Linked DNA regions of Macaca mulatta: region 2 is linked to region 1. A link is a contact called in public Hi-C data. All regions are on one chromosome and are shown on one strand. The core of a region is the stretch at or near the end of the contact, and the rest is flanking DNA. Distances in the headings are between cores, read along the strand shown.

What was found. A called contact is a pair of places that touch in the nucleus more often than the background predicts.
Region 2: a Hi-C map of fetal cortex germinal zone shows a contact between it and region 1, with 3 times the contacts expected there. The contact joins the promoter of GCLC here to the promoter of LOC114677585 in region 1. A contact is called at or near these places in 3 of 14 Hi-C or Micro-C datasets (fetal cortex germinal zone, fetal cortical plate and liver).

Annotation. Positions count from the first base shown.
Region 1 is chr4:128,552,585-128,559,334 of T2T-MMU8v2.0, forward strand. It overlaps LOC114677585, which reads left to right and starts at 4,064. Exons shown (of 3, transcript XR_013416327.1): 1 at 4,064-4,996; 2 at 5,593-5,661. LRRC1 (leucine rich repeat containing 1) reads right to left here and starts at 3,873. Exons shown (of 14, transcript NM_001266506.1): 1 at 3,514-3,873. The coding sequence starts at 3,672.
Region 2 is chr4:128,819,590-128,826,091 of T2T-MMU8v2.0, forward strand. GCLC (glutamate-cysteine ligase catalytic subunit) reads left to right here and starts at 1,479. Exons shown (of 16, transcript NM_001261107.1): 1 at 1,479-1,635. The coding sequence starts at 1,486.

The DNA.
Region 1 (6,750 bases), core at 2,814-5,313:
TAGGGCAAGTAAGACAAAACAGTGTCATCCTATGAATGACCTTTTCTTCTGAAGTTGCTTCCAACTTGCATATTCTGACTATATTAGAAAAGGATTGATGTTAGAGCAGTGATATGCTTAAGGGAAGAGAAAGAAGCAGAGGGAGGAACATTTTTGTAAGATTCGGCAACATTCATTCAACAGATAAATAACTGTTTATTGAGCAAGACCTATCGGGTGCCACAGGGTGAGATTCTCTGCTCAACAAAGGTAAGGTCGGGCGCGGTGGCTCACGCCTGTAATCCCAGCACTTTGGGAGGCCGAGGTGGGCAGATCACGAGGTCAGGAGATCGAGACCATCCTGGCTAACACGGTGAAACCCTGTCTCTACTAAAAATACTAAAAAATTAGCCAGGTGTGGTGGCGGGCACCTGTAGTCCCAGCTACTTGGGAGGCTGAGGTAGGAGAATGGCATGAACCCGGAAGGCAGAGCTTGCGGTGAGTGGAGATCGCGCCACTGCGCTCCAGCCCAGGCGACAAGAGTGAGACTCCGTCTCAAAAATAAATAAACAAACAAACAAATAATAAACATAGGTAAGCAAAAACACAGACATCTCAAGAAGGTTACAACTAGACTGTCTTTGTTAGCACAGAGCCATAAGGGATCAAACTGGGGGTAGTGGGTGAGGAGTCGGTGGATGCATAAAGAATAGTGAGACTATCACCCAACTGGAACCAAACTGAAGATGAGGGATCTGATGCAAAGGCTTAAAACATTAGCGAAGTAACCATCAAGTCCATAGCTTAGGAGCAGTTTAACTGTGGTGCCCTTTCCACCCCACACTAACCACATCTGGATTAAAATAATCTGCCTCCTCACAAAGCTGTGAATCATGCCTCCTTTAATCTCTATATTCCCAATAACTTGCAAAAATGGAATCTCAATAAATGCTCGGCTAAGGCCAAGTTATAACGACATGAGTAAAATAGGAGAGACTAAATAAAGGTTTGATGGGTGTGAGAAGCGGGATAGAAGATTACTGCTAGGTGTCCAAAGTAATTGTATTTGGCTGACATCTGGATGAACAGCACCCACCAGCAACTGCATCTAACTCACTGGATAACCCTGAGAAAGTCACCTCAATCCTGAATCTGAATTTGTAAAATGAAGATACTGGCACAAACCAGAGGTTGCAGGCCTTTCAGTGGAAAGAAGGTGGCTGTTATACCACTGAAGCCTGGAGAGACTGCATATCTTTGCTGCCCTGGTAAGGGGTACGGGCTTCCCCTTAAGCTGTGCTTCCAAACAAATTATAGAGAGGAGAACATACAGCTGGTATGGCCACCAAAATAAGGACCTTTGAGGCTTGTCAACAAGAGACCTGCTTGTGATGTGGCAGGTAAGGAGATAGGGGTTTGGAGCAGGAGCAGCAGAGAGCAGTGGTAATAAGTTATACAGATCTCAGAGGTGAGACAACAGATAGCCCAAGGAAAAAATGGAAGGGATGGAACAGATATCTATGTTTTCAAGGTGGTTCTCATGCTTGGCATGCACACACCCAGGCACCAAAACACACAGTAAGTCAGGGAGAAGCAGAATTCACACAACCTAAAAACTTTAATACTAATTTAAGAGCTGTTAGAGCAATAATAATCCATTAGCAAGCTCACCTCTAACCTTTGAAAAGCTTGTTTATTTACCGTATTTACAGAGTGCCATCAGACTATATTTTGAGCTTCTGACAAGTTTCCATTTAGGATCACAGAAAAACCTGACATTTTGGCTTGGCATGGGAAATTATGTAATTTCCCATGCCAAGCTGAATTCCCCAACATTACAGGAAAACCCACAAACCCTGCAGAAGGGAGTGAAAAGCCAATCCAGTCAAAGGAAATCTTCCAGTTCTACAAAAGAAAACAAACAAACAAATACCACAAAGAGTAATGAATCATTTCTAGTGAATAACTTTTCACTCCATCTTTAATAATGTCATTCTGAAGCCCCTGAAAAGTATTAAATTACATATTCTATATTCCTGGTGATATCACTGCCTAAAACTACACAACTTAAAGCAGTGAGTGAGCTGACGACTGGTAAGTGAAATCTTTAATGATGTGAAAGGCCAGAAAAAAATCACGTGTTTGAAAATGCCTGCAGAATAATAAAAGCCTGAGGGAACCTGATGGCTTTGCTGCTTCTAAGCTAAATAAAGCCTGGGGGGCTTTGCAAAGGTCCTAGTGAGGATAATCTCTATGATTACACAGAGTAAACACCCAATCCATTCCACAGGAACCCAGGAAAGTTAATCCAAGAAGAACACCACCACTTAAAATATTGAGAAAAACACACAGTTCTGATTGTTTAAATGCTCCATCAGCGCTGGAGAACGTATCAGGTCATTCTAACAAGCCAGAACACTTGACTAGTGTTTCTGTGACAATGATTTGGCTTGTGTTAACTAAAGGACAAGCAAGATGTTTGCGTTCCAACGCTCAGCCCTTACACAGGTCCGATCTCCGACTCCCAGCAGTCTCCCTACTTCCTGCACACCTTTGGATTATTGCACACTGACTTCCTGCACACACCTGGGTTTGAGACACCTTCCCCCTGAAGGGTTACTCTAGCTAAGTTTCCGAGACAAGCTCGAAGGAAGTTCGCTGTCCCCCTACTCTCGGTCAAAGCACCATCAGCACATGTCACTTGACAAGTTCGGCGGCAGTGGAGTGATCAATTTACATAAACAACTTTGAAGAGATAACGCATCACTGCAACTACAGAAAGTCGGCAGGACGACTGCGGCCACTCCGGGAAAGGAGGCTGCAAGGCTGGCCCGCGGGCAGAGCCTCTGCTGACGTTCACCGCAGCTCCCACCACGCAACAGGTCCACGCAGGCAGGGCCCGGGCGGCCGGCATCTGGGCACCTGCCCCCAGCGCTCCAGGCCCAGCTCTCCCCTACCCCCATCCTGCGTCCACCCCCGTAGCCACTGCAGGCCAGCCGGCCAAGCCCACCCGCGATAAAGCACGGAGCACATTCCTCCCAAGATGCCGAGATAGTGCGGCCCGCTTGAGCGCTGCCCAGGTCACAAGGTCCTCTGGGACAAGCCTCGACCAAAGGAGAGGCGCGCCCGGCCCTTAGTGGGGGAACGACCGCGGGGAGTGGAGGGGGGCGGGAGGCTGTGCTCTGTAGCTTCCAAATGGAAACAGCCTGAATCACCCGGCTTCTCACCTGCCCGGGCACAAGTGCCAGGTGTCAGTACCTAGACATGGATCTAAGTTACTTAACAGTCCAGAACGTTTCTCCAATAGCACGAGCCCCAGTGACTACGCGGAAAATATTCGGTCACTTTGAATAAAATGAAAAGGAACTTTTACTGGGAAAGGATGGAAGTAAAGAGACACGGGGAGAAAGAAGCAGGTGAATGCATAAAAGAGGGACGGTTCCTTCACGCCGGACCCGGAGGTGGAAGAGGGGACGAGAGAGCGGAAGGGACAACAGGCGAGAGCAGAGCGCGCAGGTGAGGCCGGACCCTTACCTCGGGCAGCTCGCGGAGCTGGTTGGCGTCCAGCAGCAGCTCCTCCAGACTCCGGGCATAGCGGTAGATCTCCTCGGGGACATAGACCAGCGAGCAGTGGCGCTTGTCGATGCTCTCCACATGACGGTTGCACCGCCACAGGGGGATGCAGTGGAACATCGCCGCCCCCGCCGCCGCCGAGCCGGGTCCCGAGCGGCGGAGACCCGGGCTCTGAGCCCGCTCTGCCCGGCGGCTCCGCTCAGCCCGCTGCCCTCTCCGCGCTCGTTGTTGGCTCTCGGGCTCGCTCGCTTCTCGCGCCCGGCTTCGCGGTCGGAAGCGCTTCAAGGAACCTCGGGCGGGAGCCCCTGCCCCGTCCCTGCACCCCCGCCCGCCAGCCGGTGCCTCCCCTCCCACCCTCCAGTCGCCGCCCCCGCCGCCGCGCGGAGCTTCCTACTCGCGGCAGCTGCGCGGACTGAGCATGCGCACCAGTGGGTGCGCGCCGAGGGCGTTTCCCGGCCCGAGGGATGCTCCGCTCCGGGTTTTCCCGGCGACCTGGATCGGAGAGGGTCCACAGACCTGCGGGCCGGCTGCTGCAGGTCCGCTTACTCCGGCTAGGACGGGGGCGCGTCGGGCCCTTTGAGGAAGGCAGACTGTGAAAGGACTTGGGGCAAAGATAAGGCGGAGCAGAGGCGGCCTGAGCAGAGCAGAACAACTTTGATATTTAGTTTTATTTAACTCGCACTCCTCTCCTTGCTCCCCTTCCCCAAAACAACTTTCTCTTCCGGGGTCAGACAGGACCGCCCCGAAAGCGTACCTTGCGCGCCTGGAGCGCCAGGCGCTACGAGATTCGGTGTAGTTTTGAGGTGTTTGCACCGCCCTCGCTGCTGCTTTCGTGGCTGCCCGTGTGCCCGCTGCTCACGGCTGCTCCAGAAGTGTGAGCGGGCCGCGCCCGGCCCCTGCCCTGCCCTCTGGTCCTCGGGCACCGCCTGCAGGCTTTGTAACTTGGGAGCACATCTCCGGTGATCATGGTTTATGCAGTGAGTGACAGTAAATCCTCCTCCCTGTACCACCAAAGGCATAGGAGTCTGAGAGTCTGCGAGAGTCTCATAGATGTGGTTGCACCTGGCCAGGAGCCCAGCTGCAGAAATAAGCAGGCAAAAGCGAGTTTCTGAGCCAGTTCCAGCCCGGCCCAGATGTTGGCCCCTGACAACTAGCTGGAGTTGGTGCGGAGGGAGGAGCAAGGGAAGAGGGGCAGGTCGAGGCTGCCAGGTGAGCATCCTGCATACAGCTCCTGCTTTTCTGCTGCAACCCGGGTCCCGTCCAGCCCGGATGAACCGGGAGGCTCACTATTGGGTTATAACGACCATTCCCTCGCCCCGACTCATTCCAGCGGACCACGGCCGGAATCCTGAACTGCCCCTCTTCACCTGTAACTGTTTGCAACACAATCCCCATCTCCGAATAACAAGATTTTCTCCTTTCATGAAGGGTTGCTCAAGTCAAGGTCAGTAACAATGATGAATCATTTCCTTGGGGGCTCCTCTGACTCCCCACCCGGCCGCCCCTTCGTTCCACACTTTCCCTTTCAAGCATACTCAAACTCCAGGTTCCACCTGTGGCCTCTGCCACGCTGCCACGCTGGCTCTCCCACCCTCACTCCCGCCCTCCAGCTGCTATAGCTAAAATCTGGAGCCACGGAGTTCACTTTTCTATAGAAGACAAAGCTGAGCATGCTCAGTGGCCAAGACAAAGTTTAGTCGGAAACTAGTTTTTGCATTAGACTCTCCATTGGCTCCATAGACTCTCCCGTATCTTAAAACTGGGCACAGGAGGGTTTCCCCGGTGAAATGGAGAAGAGGACACTTGGTCTTTTCAACTCTGCTAGGAGGGCTCCTTTCTTCCCAGTCCGTAAGGAGGGGTCTGACTTTCATTTCTACCCCAGCCTTATCACCTTAACTCTCATTCCAGTCAATGCCTAAACTCCGTTGCCCTACCCACTTCTCCCTCTCTTTTGTTTGTCCTGATTTGATTCCTGCATTCTCACAGAGGGCTACCTGGACTTTGAACCTCCACCCCACTTTCTACATTCTTGCATTCCAGAAACACATATGAAGCTCATTTCTGCCACCCTTCCTAGAAAACTGGTTCCTGACAGAGACATGTGGGAAGGTTGGTAAGTCCCCGTCTTCAAGTTTTCCAACCGCTTAAAAAAAAAAATTAAAGAAGGCTGGCTCCCTCCATTTAATCTAATGTTGATTTCCAGAGATTATCACACTAGATTATTTTAACAAACACCAAATGTATTTTAAAGACGTGTCCAGTCTTTTAAAAATTCAAACTTCAATAAGCATTCCTTGTGTGCCTCTCCATGATGCTTCAGTTTCTCTGTGTTATTTTTGTATCAGCTTAATTCGAAAGAGATTGTGACCTCTTGAACAACAGATACTGTCTCACTTGCTTTGTAGATCGGGGAATCTGCCACAATGCCATATGCACAGTCAATGATCAACAGTTTTTGTTGATTTAATTCTGTGGGTAGTCAGTAGGCGAATTCTTGACTTTCCTTGTTTCCAAGGATCTGCCAAGAATTTGAAACAGCATAGTAAGAGAGAAAAAATGAAACAACACCTTGTCAACTACAGAATAGGGAAGCAATTAACTTTTTATTCACCTGAAGAATTTTAGGGTTTCCCACCTGATATAACATCTAGTTTCTTCCACCACATACAAATGAGTTTGACTCAATTTAAACAAAGTTTAAAAAGACCACCTAAATCAATTTATTCTTAGAATAATGTAATTCTTTTATTCATTTATACTGTGAAGCATGTTTTCACAGCCTTTGAGCTAAAGAGATCTGTGTTTGAACTCTTATTATGCCACTAGCTTTGTAGAAATTGACAGTTGACTTAACTTTTATAAGCCTCAGTTTTACCATATCTCAAATGAGGATAATGGTTCATGGGATTGTTATCTGGATTAAATGAAATGAAAGATATGAGATGCTTAGTAGAGTATCAGACACATATTACTTTAATCAATAAATATTCATTATGCACTTTATTCGCCAGCCTCCAGGAAGTTGGGGGCAACATCCACCATTTCCTGGTTGGTCTGTGTAACCAATCTTTTCTCTCTCGAATCACACTCACTTTGGGGAAACCAGCTGCCATGCTGAGCAAATCTAGAGCTCCACGTGCCAAAGAATTGCAGCTGGCAACTAGCAAGGGACAACTAGCAAGGGACTGATGATTCTTG
Region 2 (6,502 bases), core at 229-2,728, 260 kb after region 1:
GGCTATCATGTACTCACTCATTCAGCAATTAATAAGTGCTTACTAAATGTTAACTCTGTAGTGCGAGGGAAGATGGTATGATAAACACACACTTTCTCAGTAGGTACATGTATGATCTAGTTGCTTGCACTTTTCCCCTGACAGGTCATTGCTCTGTCAACACATATTTATTAAACAATTATTTGGGGGCATGGTACCTCCTTCCTCTCCTTTCCCTCCAAGATAAGGCCAACTCTAGGTGTTCCCACTATCTTCATCCCCACTGTAGGCTCACATGAACGTCATTTTGATCACTTAAGGGATGAATTTTAGGTTTAGATGGTAAACTTTTGGAGATGGTTCCTCATATGGTCTATCTCGAGACTTTTTGCAATAAATGTAGTCTGTGTCATCCAGAGAACATATGTCACCAGTTAATCAAGGGAGTAGGGAATAATGATGATTTACAAATGTTGACAAATTGATTCCTCTTAATAACCGGGTCAATTTATTGGCCATCAACACTATACACATGTACACTATGCACATAATTACGACATCTATAAAAGATAGAATTAATATAATTGTATGCAGCTATGGGAAGAACTTGTCCCAAGTCTCACAGTCAGTAAGTGATGGAGCCTAGAGTTGAACTGTTTCACTTCACTACCATGTTAATGCTTTTCTCAACACATTCTGCCGCTCTCACTGATTTAAGTGTGAGGCCCTGACCAACTAAAAAATAATATGGTGAGTTAGTCATTGATTCAAACAATCAACTTTCTTCCCCAACCCCAAGTTTGTCTCTTTTGATTAGGAAAAAAAAATGAATTTTGACATGTCGCGTTTGCTTAAAGCGAGGCAGACCGCAGGCCCCCTTCCCGCGAGCTGCTTCCCTCGACTCCGCCCCAACCACCCTTGCACACCCCTCCTCAGTCTCCGTAGTTCCCACCGGGCTCCCCCCGGCCACGCCTCCGCCGCTGCACCTCCTCCTGTCCCCGCCTTCGCCCGTAGTCTATAAAACCCGGAGCGACGGATCGCGCCCAGGAGCGGCGAGCAAGCGGACGCAAAGACTGGGCATGCTCGGCGGCGGCGCAGGTTTTGGTCACAAGTAGGAAGAAGCCAGTGCACCAGACCGGCAAAGAGAAGCGGGAGCAGCCGCGGCAGCGCGGCCGTGGGGTCCGCAGACGCCGCCGCTTCGGAGCGGGAGAAGGAGCAGCGGGGAGCCGGCCAGGGCGAGGCCGCCGGGCCGAGAGCCGTCCCGCCTGCCCTCAGTCTTCTGCCTTCGCATCCGCGCGGTGCGTCGGACCCAGGGTCTGTCACCTGGGCGCCAGGGGCCGCCGCCGGGGAGCCGGAGCGGACGGGACCCTCCCTCCGCCGACTGCGGCCCGAGGGCGCCCCCGCGGGGTGGAGCGGCAGCTGCCTTCTGCGGGCTGCTGAGTGTCCGTCTCGCGCCGGGAGCGGGCGGCCGCCGTCAGCCCCGAGGAGGAGGAGAAGGGGGCGGCCATGGGGCTGCTGTCCCAGGGCTCGCCGCTGAGCTGGGAGGAAACCAAGCGCCATGCCGACCACGTGCGGCGGCACGGGATCCTCCAGTTCCTGCACATCTACCACGCCGTCAAGGACCGGCACAAGGACGTTCTCAAGTGGGGCGATGAGGTGAGCGCCCGCGGCCCCCGCCCTTGCCCGGCACCCCTCTCTGGCCGCCCGCGCTGCCTTTGTCTGGCCCTACGCCCCCGGCCCTATCGCGGTCCGCGTTCTCCACTGTGCCCGGGGGTCCTCGAGCGCCTCCCGGCCCCGGGAGCATCGTCCCTGCCTTCGCCTATTCGGCGTCCAGGGCCATCCTCCTGACTAGACTCCTTTCTCGTTCATTCATTCTTTTGGGTTTTCCCCTTCATTCCATAAACACGGATTGGGCGCTGGGAGGGCGTGAGCATGAAAAAGTGACACTAGGTGCTGCGAGTCTTCAACCTAGTGTTTCTGCAGACAGGCGACTACCACGATCCATCTTAGAGGCTCAAAATTCGCTTTTGCGGTCAGTATGAAAGAGACTAAGTTTTCCTAGCAGGCCTGCTGCTTTTAGAAATCAGGTCTTCAGGATGTCCACTTCTGCTCAACCTCATGCAGGTGTCTTTTTCTTAAACCTCTCCAACTTCTCATCTCCCCTCCCCTCCAACACACACACTTGATAGCTATAAATTGAAACCAGTAAATTACGGCTCAGTTTCCTACATGGGGGAGGAAACTTCCCTTTCCTGTTTAGTTCTAAGTGGGAAAGCATTTAGAGTTTCAGCATTAGGATTTGCTTGTGTCTTTCCATGGCCTAGGTCCAGCATCCAAACTTCACAAACCAGTGTTCTGCGTAGAGATGAAATGTCTCTAGATTCTCAGTATGTTGAACCATTGTTTATTGGAATGATCTGGAATGCAGCAATGTTAAAACTGTTGGTTTAGTGTCATCTGCCAAAACGTTTTGTGCCTTCCCTTTCTGTTTTTGAAAATTACGTGTGTATGCAGTACACATTAAATGACTTCTTGAGAAGTCCATCTCTTTTTTCTTGTTTTTAATTTTTGCCTTAGCTGGCTTGCCACCTGTGTAAACTGTTTATCTTTTGGCCAGTGTTGTTACCACTCTTGGCCTAAGTGCTGAGGTGCTCTTACACCAGTGCAGAATATCTCCTTTCAAAAAGTTAGTTTTTTTTTTTTTTTTTTTTTTCTAAGATTGGGAGATAATTCTGCCTCCTACAGCTGAAGAAATTGTGCTGTTTTAAATTAGGAAAGTATGATGACTAGTAATTCACATTTCTACAAAAAGTGGTTTGTCACTTCTTTGAACAGAAAAAGCACAGCATGTGTTTTGGTGATGATTCTTCAGTTTTACTGTAAAGTTCATAATTTCTTTACAGCATCTGCCATTTTGTATATTCATTTTTGTATTGTGTGTCACAGGAAAATGTAAGACGAAATAGGGCAGGGACATAATGTTTGTTCACCTGTGTTTTCCTAGGTCCCAGCCTTGTGCCTGGCATCAGGTCCTTGTGGCATGAATGAGTGAATTACCATTTAAAGTTTCCACTGTATGGTAACTAGTCATTCTAGAGCAGTTCAAAGTTTGACATTTTTTTGTGCTACTCCTTTTTTTTTTTTTTTTTTTTTTTTTGAGACGGAATCTTGCTCTGTGCCCAGGCTGGAGCGCAATGGCGCGATCTCGGCTCACTGCAACCAGTGCCTCCCGGGTTCAAGCATTTCTCCTGCCTCAGCCTCCTGAGTAGCTGGGATTACAGGTGCCTGCCACCGGGCCCAGCTAATTTGTGTATTTTTAGTAGAGATGGGGTTTCACCATGTTGGTCAGGGCGCTCTCAAGCTCCTGACCTCAGGTAATCCACCTGCCTCGGCCTCCCAAAGTGCTGGGATTACAGGCGTGAGCCAGTGTGCCCTGTGCTTCTTTTGACATTTAACTAGGTCTCTCTACAAAGACAGGCAGTTCATGTCTTTGGTAGTCATTGTCCCAGGTAGAAGTACATCAACAGGAAATTTGCAGCACAGTTGGAGCTCAGCAACTCATTCCGGAGACAACACCCCACCCCCCACCACCCCTAATCCATCTTCGTCCCATTTGGTGTATTCCTGCAAGACCCTCCAGGAATCCTTAATCTTACCCTTTTAAAAAGGGCCTCTCCTGTTGGCAGGAAGAGCATTTAGAACTACCTATTTTAAGTGACTTTTGTAGTTGTTAGGTAAGTTGAAGTGAGAAGAGCTGAAGAGTAGAGTCTTGAAGTACATGTCTCTACTTTTAACAGGCTTTCATGGAGAGCTTTGCAATAGGTTTACCTCCTTCCCACTCCGAAAGATCAAGGGGCTTGGAAAAGAGTGGCAATAATGCAAACTTGTATTATGCATCTATAAAGAAGAGAAAATTGGACGCAGCATTTCAGCCAGGTCATAACACTTCTTGAAGAAATTATACTGAGCAGATCTATGGAGAATTAGACTTTGATATTGTGTTAAGACTCTAATAATGGCTGGGCGGGGTGGCCTGTAATCCCAACACTTTGGAAGGCCCAGGCAGGAGGATTGCTTGAGCCCAGGAGTTCAAGGCCAACCTGGGCAATGTAGCGAGACCCCATCTCTACAAAAAATTTAAAAATTAGTGGCGTGTGCCTGTGGTCCCAACTACTCGGGAGGCTGAGATGGAAGGATCGCTTAAGCCAGGGAGTTTCAGGCTGCAGTGAGCTGTGCTTGTTCAACTGCACTCTAGCCTGGGTGACAGTGAGACCTTAGCCCCCCAGCCCCAAAAAAGATTTGATAACACTGCCCTTACCTTAACATGTGTAAATGATGTTCACCGAAAACTTTCTTTAGTGACTATTGAGACTATACCTTCACATTTCTTCTTCCAAATACTCTGTTATAAATACAAAGTTATAAATTGATTTTTTTAAACCTCATTTGAAATGCTGCTTTTACCAGCATTTTACTGTTTTATGATCTATCCTTTCTATTTCTCTAGACTATTTTGTTTTCCACATCTGCCTTTGTTCCCCCCCAACCCACTAACATATTAATGTCTTTTGGAGTGGTGAGTAAACAGAAACTGAGGTAGGAAAGTCATCTTAGATGAAAAACACAACCCGCTGCTCATTTTTTATTATTTTAAATTTACTTCAGTTATATCTCTGGGTGGAGTATAGAATTTTTGAGAAGAATAACATTCCTGCCCTGAAGTGTTGATGGTTGCCTGACACAAAGGAAAGAATTAAGATTGTGAAGATTGCCCAGGTGATTAAAAAGAATCCCCACCCTACTTTCCCTCCTGCAATGACACTTAGGTGAAACCTTGGTCTCCCCCCAGCTAGTTCTCCCTCCTACCCTTGATCTGGGATGCAGATACTAATTCTCCATTGTGGTACCTCTCTACATTTCTTTTTTTCTTTTTTTTTGAGATGGAGTCTTGCCCTTGTCACTCAGGCCGTAGTGATCTGGCTCACTGCAACGTCCGCCTCCCAGGGTTCAAGCGATTCTCTTGCCTCAGTCTCCTGAGTAGCTGGGATTACAGGCACCCAACACCACGCCCGGCTAATTTTTGTATTTTTGTATTTTTAGTAGAATTGGGGTTTCACCATGTTGGCCAGGCTGGTCTTGAACTCCTGGCCTCAGGTGATCCACCTGCCTTGGCCTCCCAAAGTGCTGGGATTACAGGCATGAGCCACTGTGCCTGGCCACCTCTCTACATCTCTTATGGGCAAAGAGAAGGTGTGACTTTTTTTTTTTGCGGGTTGAGGTTGGGAGGGTCTCATCATGCCTAAATATTTGCTGATGCCTCTAACCATTCCTCCAGCATCATCATCATGTCAACGTAATCTAATCACCCTTTTGTAAGATAGAGCATTATTTTTCAGACTGCAGGTCATGATTCAGTAGTGGGTTGACATACATTTAGAAGATTCCAACCAGGACTTTGTGTGTGTGTGTGTGTGTGTGTGTGTGTGTGGCAAGACACTTAACACAAGATCTACCTCTTTAACAGATTTTTAAGTGCACAAATATAGTATTGTTAACTACAGGGACAGTGTTGTACAGATCTCTAGAACTAGTTTATCTTGCATAATTGAAACCATGCTCACAGATTAGCAGTTCCTCAATTTTCCCCGCCACCCAGTTCCTGGGAACAATTCTGCTTTGTGAGTTTGACTCTTTTAGTACTTCATATAAGTAGAATCAAGCAGTATTTGTCCTTCTGTGACTGATGTATTTCACTTAACATAATGTCCTCAAGGTTCATCTAAATTGTCCCATACTGCAGGATTTTCTTTTTTTTTTTTTTTTAGGCTGAATAATATTCCCTTGCTTGTATGTACCACATTTTCTTCATTCTTCTGTCATTGAACATTTAGTTGTCTCTACATCTTGGCAATGGTGAATAACTTCGATGAACACTGGAGTGCTAATACCTCTTTGCCAACAGGACTTTTTAAAATATTAAATGGGACAGGGTGAAGAATATTAATCTATCATACCATAGTAAGAATATTACGTAGAACTTCTGAGTTATCTTTTGAGGGGGTGTGTGAAGGGTAGGCTTGTGCATTGGATTGCATGTAAATTATTTCTTACAATGGTTCACAGTTGAAGAGTTTGAAGACCACAGTCTCAGATTTATTTATTTGATGAGGTGAGCCTTGTGAAAAAGAACAGGTTAGCACTAATCTTTGCACATAGTAGGAACTCACTGGTACACATTCTGAATAGAAGTCTGAAGACAGGTCAGAAGCCTAGTGGCTCAGATGCAAGAGAGCTTGTTTGTGTGCAGAAGCCTTGAGAAATAGCTGAGAAACAGGCTGGGCAGATAAAAGTGTGTGTGGTAGATAAAAGTGGGTGTGGTGGGTGGTGTGCCACGTGGAGATGAAGAATGGCCCGCAGGACAGAAAGTGGTGTTTTGGATGTGATATGTTGGGCTTTATGGGGATCATATCAAAATGCTGCTTTTTATTGCTTACTGTTGCACTTACAGAGCCATGGACTTGGA